Regions from separate parts of the Capra hircus genome. Here region 1 is linked to region 2. A link is a contact called in public Hi-C data. All regions are on one chromosome and are shown on one strand. The core of a region is the stretch at or near the end of the contact, and the rest is flanking DNA. Distances in the headings are between cores, read along the strand shown. Region 1 holds the start of KLHL7 (kelch-like protein 7). Region 2 overlaps GPNMB (transmembrane glycoprotein NMB).

What was found. A called contact is a pair of places that touch in the nucleus more often than the background predicts.
Region 1: a contact with region 2 is called in a Hi-C map of blood, with 3 times the contacts expected there. The contact joins the promoter of KLHL7 here to the enhancer-like site in region 2. A contact is called at or near these places in 2 of 5 Hi-C or Micro-C datasets (both in blood).

Annotation. Positions count from the first base shown.
Region 1 is chr4:88,819,125-88,821,824 of ARS1.2, forward strand. KLHL7 (kelch-like protein 7) reads right to left here and starts at 1,323. Exons shown (of 11, transcript XM_018047321.1): 1 at 944-1,323. The coding sequence starts at 1,063.
Region 2 is chr4:88,684,720-88,687,419 of ARS1.2, forward strand. GPNMB (transmembrane glycoprotein NMB) reads right to left here. Exons shown (of 12, transcript XM_013963196.2): 11 at 1,739-1,847; 12 at 629-981. The coding sequence ends at 949. Among named protein-coding and RNA genes, the nearest start is that of MALSU1, 24 kb to the left of the region's middle. Within about 2 kb of position 1,447, at least 1 of the 5 cell types and tissues checked has an H3K27ac peak or open chromatin away from gene starts, as enhancers often do.

The DNA of each region.
Region 1 (2,700 bases), core at 73-2,572, 130 kb after region 2:
AATTAAGTTCAAGTCCCAATCTGGTTTGTGCAGTTTCAGCACCACCAAATGAGCAAGCTAGGTTTTGCAGTTACACTCACATCCTGCTTTTGTCATGAAAAACAGGACCACAGACACAAAACTGAAACATTCCCACAGATCTCCCTGGACGCACATTTCTACAAACAAAGCTTCCAGGATGAGGAAAATGACCAAGCGACTTTTCTGGTCTAAGAGGCATTCATAAACAAACAGATTCTCTGGTCTACATTCTTTGGCGTTAAAACCCGTTCTTTTCACAACCCACCTTTCGCCGACGTGCCGAAGACTGTCACTAAAACGCCACACATCAAAGACAGAACAAAGACTCCTCTTAAGTAACAGAGGCGCAAGGGGCCCTTAATGGATGGCACGGAATTCATCCACGACTGTTTCTGCTCTAAATTAACACGTACAAGAGACTGCCTTCTCCTAGCTCCACCCCGGTAACACAGAAGGGAGGCGGGGATCCTTATTTAAGAGGAGCTGATGTCAGGGCCAGCAATGCTTCTCCCTTCCTCGAGGGCTTCGGTTTGGGCTGTGCCAATGGGATTCTTCGCACGAGATCTCACGGCAGCTAAAAACGGCTGGCCAATGGAGGGATGCTCGGCTCACAAAGAGATAACTAGGGCACAGCTGTTATACAACCGATACCCGACGCCGGACGCCAGTCCGAGAGGTCCCCTAGGAGTCTGACCTGGGAGCCACAGCATCGGCGGACAACGAGGCACTTCTGCTGGAGAGCTGTTTAACGCGACCCTCCACCAGCAGCTGCTTCGCCGGCGTACGAAAATGCAAGGAAGGGCGAGGACAGAGGAAGAAGAGGGTCGCGATCCACGGGGCGCGGGTTTCAGCCGGGTCCGTCAGGGGCCCAAGCCCCGGACCACCTCCCCCACGCCGACGGTCACTCCCACAGAGGCGGTACCTGTTTCCGCATGTTATTCATGACGCCCATGAAACCTGCCAACAATTTGGCTTCCTCTCGAGCAGCAAGTTTCTTCTCGGTCTTCTTCTTGCTGCTCTTCTCTACCCCAGAGGCTGCCATCCTCCTTCGGTCAGCGCGGCTCACGCCCGGGACTTGCCGGGCCGGGCGAGGGGTTGCACTTTCCAGGCACGCCGGGGGTTGTGTTCACCAAAGCACCGAGGCTGGGAGAGTGGCTGGCTGTACCACTCCGCCTGCGGAAGCGCGGGGACGCCGCAGACCTTGCAGTAGGGCAAGGCCAGACGACCCGCTCAGAAGATCGCTGTAAGGCGATGTAGTCGCTGGGCTGCGTCTCCAGCAGAACCGGAGCCCGGAGGAGGAGCCTGCGCACTTGGCTCGAGGGGGCGGGGCCGCTAAGAAGGAGTGGGGGGGCGGGGTCTACGCGTCAGAGCCGCGCGCCTCTCCGAGCGGCTGGAGGCCGGTGCCGAACGTCCTTTCCGTGCGCCGGCTGTTTTGGTTTCTAGCTGTCCGGAGTTGCGCGTTCCTTTCCCTTTGCCCAAGACAGGTTTTACAAATTTGGCTGACGTGGCGAGATTATCTTTTGGGGATAATTGGGTGATAGAAGGCATTAAAGAGCGTCCCGTTAGCGTAAACTCCGTAAGGACCAGCGTCGGTGTTGCAGTATCAGAAGATGACATGCTGTAGGCGCTCAATATGAAATGGGAGAAGACCACCGCGTACTGCAAGTTAAGGTTTATTGCATGGAAAATAAGGTTTATTTGCTTGGGAGTCATAAAGCAAGGATACACAGTCCCCATTGGTGTTTCCCTGATGTGGAATGGCTGCCTGCTTAGGCTGGTTTACTTCTCAGTGTTTGAAACTAAGATCAGGTGTCAGCTTTTCCAGAAATCTCCAATTAGGCTTCCCATAGTAATCATAGAACTCATGAGATGCTTTTTGTAACTATAAATCATATTATTTCTAGCATATAATATCTATAATATAAGGTTATTTGAAATTTACATTTGAAAACTTATACATATCCCTTTAATTTTCTACCTAGGTCTGTATAGGAATATGGGAGAAGGAAATGGCAACCCACTCCAGTATTCTTGCCTGAAAAATCCCGTGGACAGAGGAGCCTGGTGGGCTGCTGTCCATAAGGTCGCACGAAGTCAGACACGACTGAAGCGATTTAGCATGCATGCATGCATGCATATAGGAATGTATAGAAACATGCTTTAAGTAAAATAATTGACTCTATCAAAGCATTATACTTTCTCTTGATTAGGAGAAAGCAATACAGTATAATTCAAATGAAAGAGCAAGTGGCTTATAAGGCGCTCCAAAAACAAAAATCTAAGCAAAAAAAAAAGCTTTAAAAAAGGGAGTTTCCTGGTGGTCCATGGTTATGACTGTGCTTCCACTGCTTCCACCTGGGGTGCTGGTTGGATTCCTGGTGGAGGAAGGTGCAGCCAAAAAAAAAAAAAAAAAATCTAAGCATTCTTAGAAAAGAATAAGACATTTATACCTCTGTGTACCTTATAATTTTTTTTAATCTAAATGTTCTCAGATCTTCTGTTTTAACTAGTCAAGACAGTCATCCTTGAGTATTTGCAGGTTGGGTCCAGAAGCTGTTGGGGATACCAAAATCCACAAATGCTCAGAATCCCATAGTGAACCCTCCATATCCATGGTTCTGCAACAGGTGATTCAACCAATTGTGGATCATGTAGTACTGCATGTACTTATTAAAATAA
Region 2 (2,700 bases), core at 197-2,696:
AGGAGGAGAAGGGGACGACAGAGGATGAGATGGCTGGATGGCATCACTGACTCGATGGACATGAGTTTGAGTGAACTCCGGGAGTGGGTGATGGACAGGGAGGCCCGGCGTGCTATGATTCATGCGGTCACAAAGAGTAGGACACGAACTGAGCGACTGAACTGAACTGAAGCTCAAGTTATATAGAGAATTAAAGTTAAATACAAAATACCATTAAGGCATCTACATTCCAAAAGGCCTATGAAGATCTCCAGAGCAAATTTTATTCCAGAATTTCGAGGATAAAAAGGAAAGGCAATTCTGTTGTGAGTAGCAAAGGAATCAGATTAGATGAGTCTGCAGATTAGATGTGGAGAAGGCAATGGCACCCCACTCCAGTACTCTTGCCTGGAAAATCCCACAGACGGAGGAGCCTGGAAGGCTGCAGTCCATGGGGTCGCTAAGGGTAGGACACGACTGAGTGACTTCACCTTCACTTTTCACTTTCATGCATTGGAGAAGGAAATGGCCACCCACTCCAGTGTTCTTGCCTGGAGAATCCCAGGGACGGGGGAGCCTGGTGGGCTGCCGTCTATGGGGTCGCACAGAGTCAGACACGACTGAAGCGACTTAGCAGCAGCAGCAGCAGATTAGATGAGCCCAATGTGGTGGACAGGATGGGGGGACTCCAGGCCAGAGGGTAGGGCTCTCATTGCAGTAAGAATTCAAATCTGAGAAAGCAGAGTCCTTGTTTCCTGTTCATGGCTCTGTCTCCTGCAGACCAGAGCTTGGGACATGGCGGCACTCAATTAATGATGGTTGAAGGATCAAAATCAGTCTGTAAGGGGTGATTCCTGGAAAGCAGTCTCTGAATTTTTAGGTTATCTATTCCAGCAGCTTTTGGACCACTCTGAAAAAACTTGAAATGATTTCCTACCTCCCAAAGGCCCCGTCGGAAGGTGGGCACCTTCACTCCTTGGATAGCCATCTTCTCATCTTAGCCTGTCACATAGATTTGGAGTTATCACATATTCCGGATATAATGAATGCATTTAAAGTATTGCCTTCTAAACTGTTAAACAATTGAAAATTCAATGAGGGCAACCAATGTTTATGAATGAGTCGGAAGTGTTTAAAATGCAGACATTTATTAAGAGTCTGAGGAGTAAGAAATTCCCAGAATAATTTATTACCTACACATTTCAATTTTGTTCGGAAGTTCTAATTCTCAGCAGACATTAATCAAGCCATCCCACTCTCTTTTAGGTTACTTCCCCCATTTCACAGATAGCAATTCGGTGGAAGTTAAATGACTTGTTGCCAAGGTCACACGGAGAATATAAATCTAAATAATTCATGGTTTCAGTTCTCTCTCCTGCCATTTGTTAGATTGAAACCGAGGGAGGTTTCCTGAGGATTTCAATGGCTTCCCTGGTGACTGACTGTATATATGCTGCTCTCTGCTGCCCTCTGTTGATAGGAGAAGGCAAGAGTGGATCTCAAGACTACTGTTTTCTCCAAGTTAGGTCTGGGAGCAGCTGTACCAACATCACATGGGAACTGTTAAGAAACAGAATTCATGGGGCCTGGACCCATAATTTTGGGGGTTGGGCTCAGTAGTCTGTGTTTAATAAACCTACAAGTGATTCTGCTGCAACTTGATATTACTTTTCTGCTTCAGGTATGAATGACCTGGCCTCCTAGTTATCATAAAAATGGCAAGCCCCTTCACACTGCTTCCCACATGTAGTATCCGTACCGTTATGCCATATACGCAGTACTTTTCATGTCCGTTCATTCTTCCAGAGCAGCCTGCAGGAGCCCTGTGAAGTGACGTTCCCTGGTGGCTCAGATGATAAAGAATCCTCCTGCAATGTGGGAGACCTGGGTTCAATCCCTGAGTTGGGAAGATCCCCTGGAGAAGGGCATGGCAACCCACTCCAGTATTCTTGCCTGGAGAACTCCTATGGACAGAGGAGCGTGGCAGGCTACAGTCCATGAGGTCACAAAGAGTCCAAAACGACTGAGCAACTAAGCATAGGAAGCTCAGCACACCAACTCCTTAAGAAAATCTTCACCTATTCTTAAGAAAACTAACAATTCTGTAATAGCATTTGGTATCCAGAGTGTATTCAGATTTCCCTCAGTTGCCCCAAAGAATGTCTTTCATGGTTCTTTTTTTTTAATATTAGGATGTAATCTAGGTTACTAAACGGCTTTTGGTTATTGCGTCTCTATATTCTTTTAGCCTAGAATATAGGTCCACAAACTATGGCCCATAAGCCAAATCTGGCCCGCCACCTGCTTTTGTCAATATGCTCAGGCTGGAACAAAGCCATGCCCTTTCATTTATGTATATGATGGCATTTCTGCTACAGCATTGGAGTTGAGTAGTTGCAACAGACACCATATGGCCCATGAAGCCTAAAATAGTTACTACTTGGCCCTTTACAGAAAATGATTGCTGATCTATGACCTAGAACTATCCTCTCACATTTAGTTTTATTATAATACTGACTATTCAAACAAAGACTCAGAACAACTGCTTGTAGAAAATCTTCTTTTAGACTGGTGTAATTATATATATACATAATTCATCAAAATTTCATATTATTGTATCATATACTTAAAAACATAAAATACTCAGAAATTATCAGCATTCCGTGGGACAAAGTTACACAACTTTTTATGTGTCAAAAGTATACAGGAAAATTGAAAGGC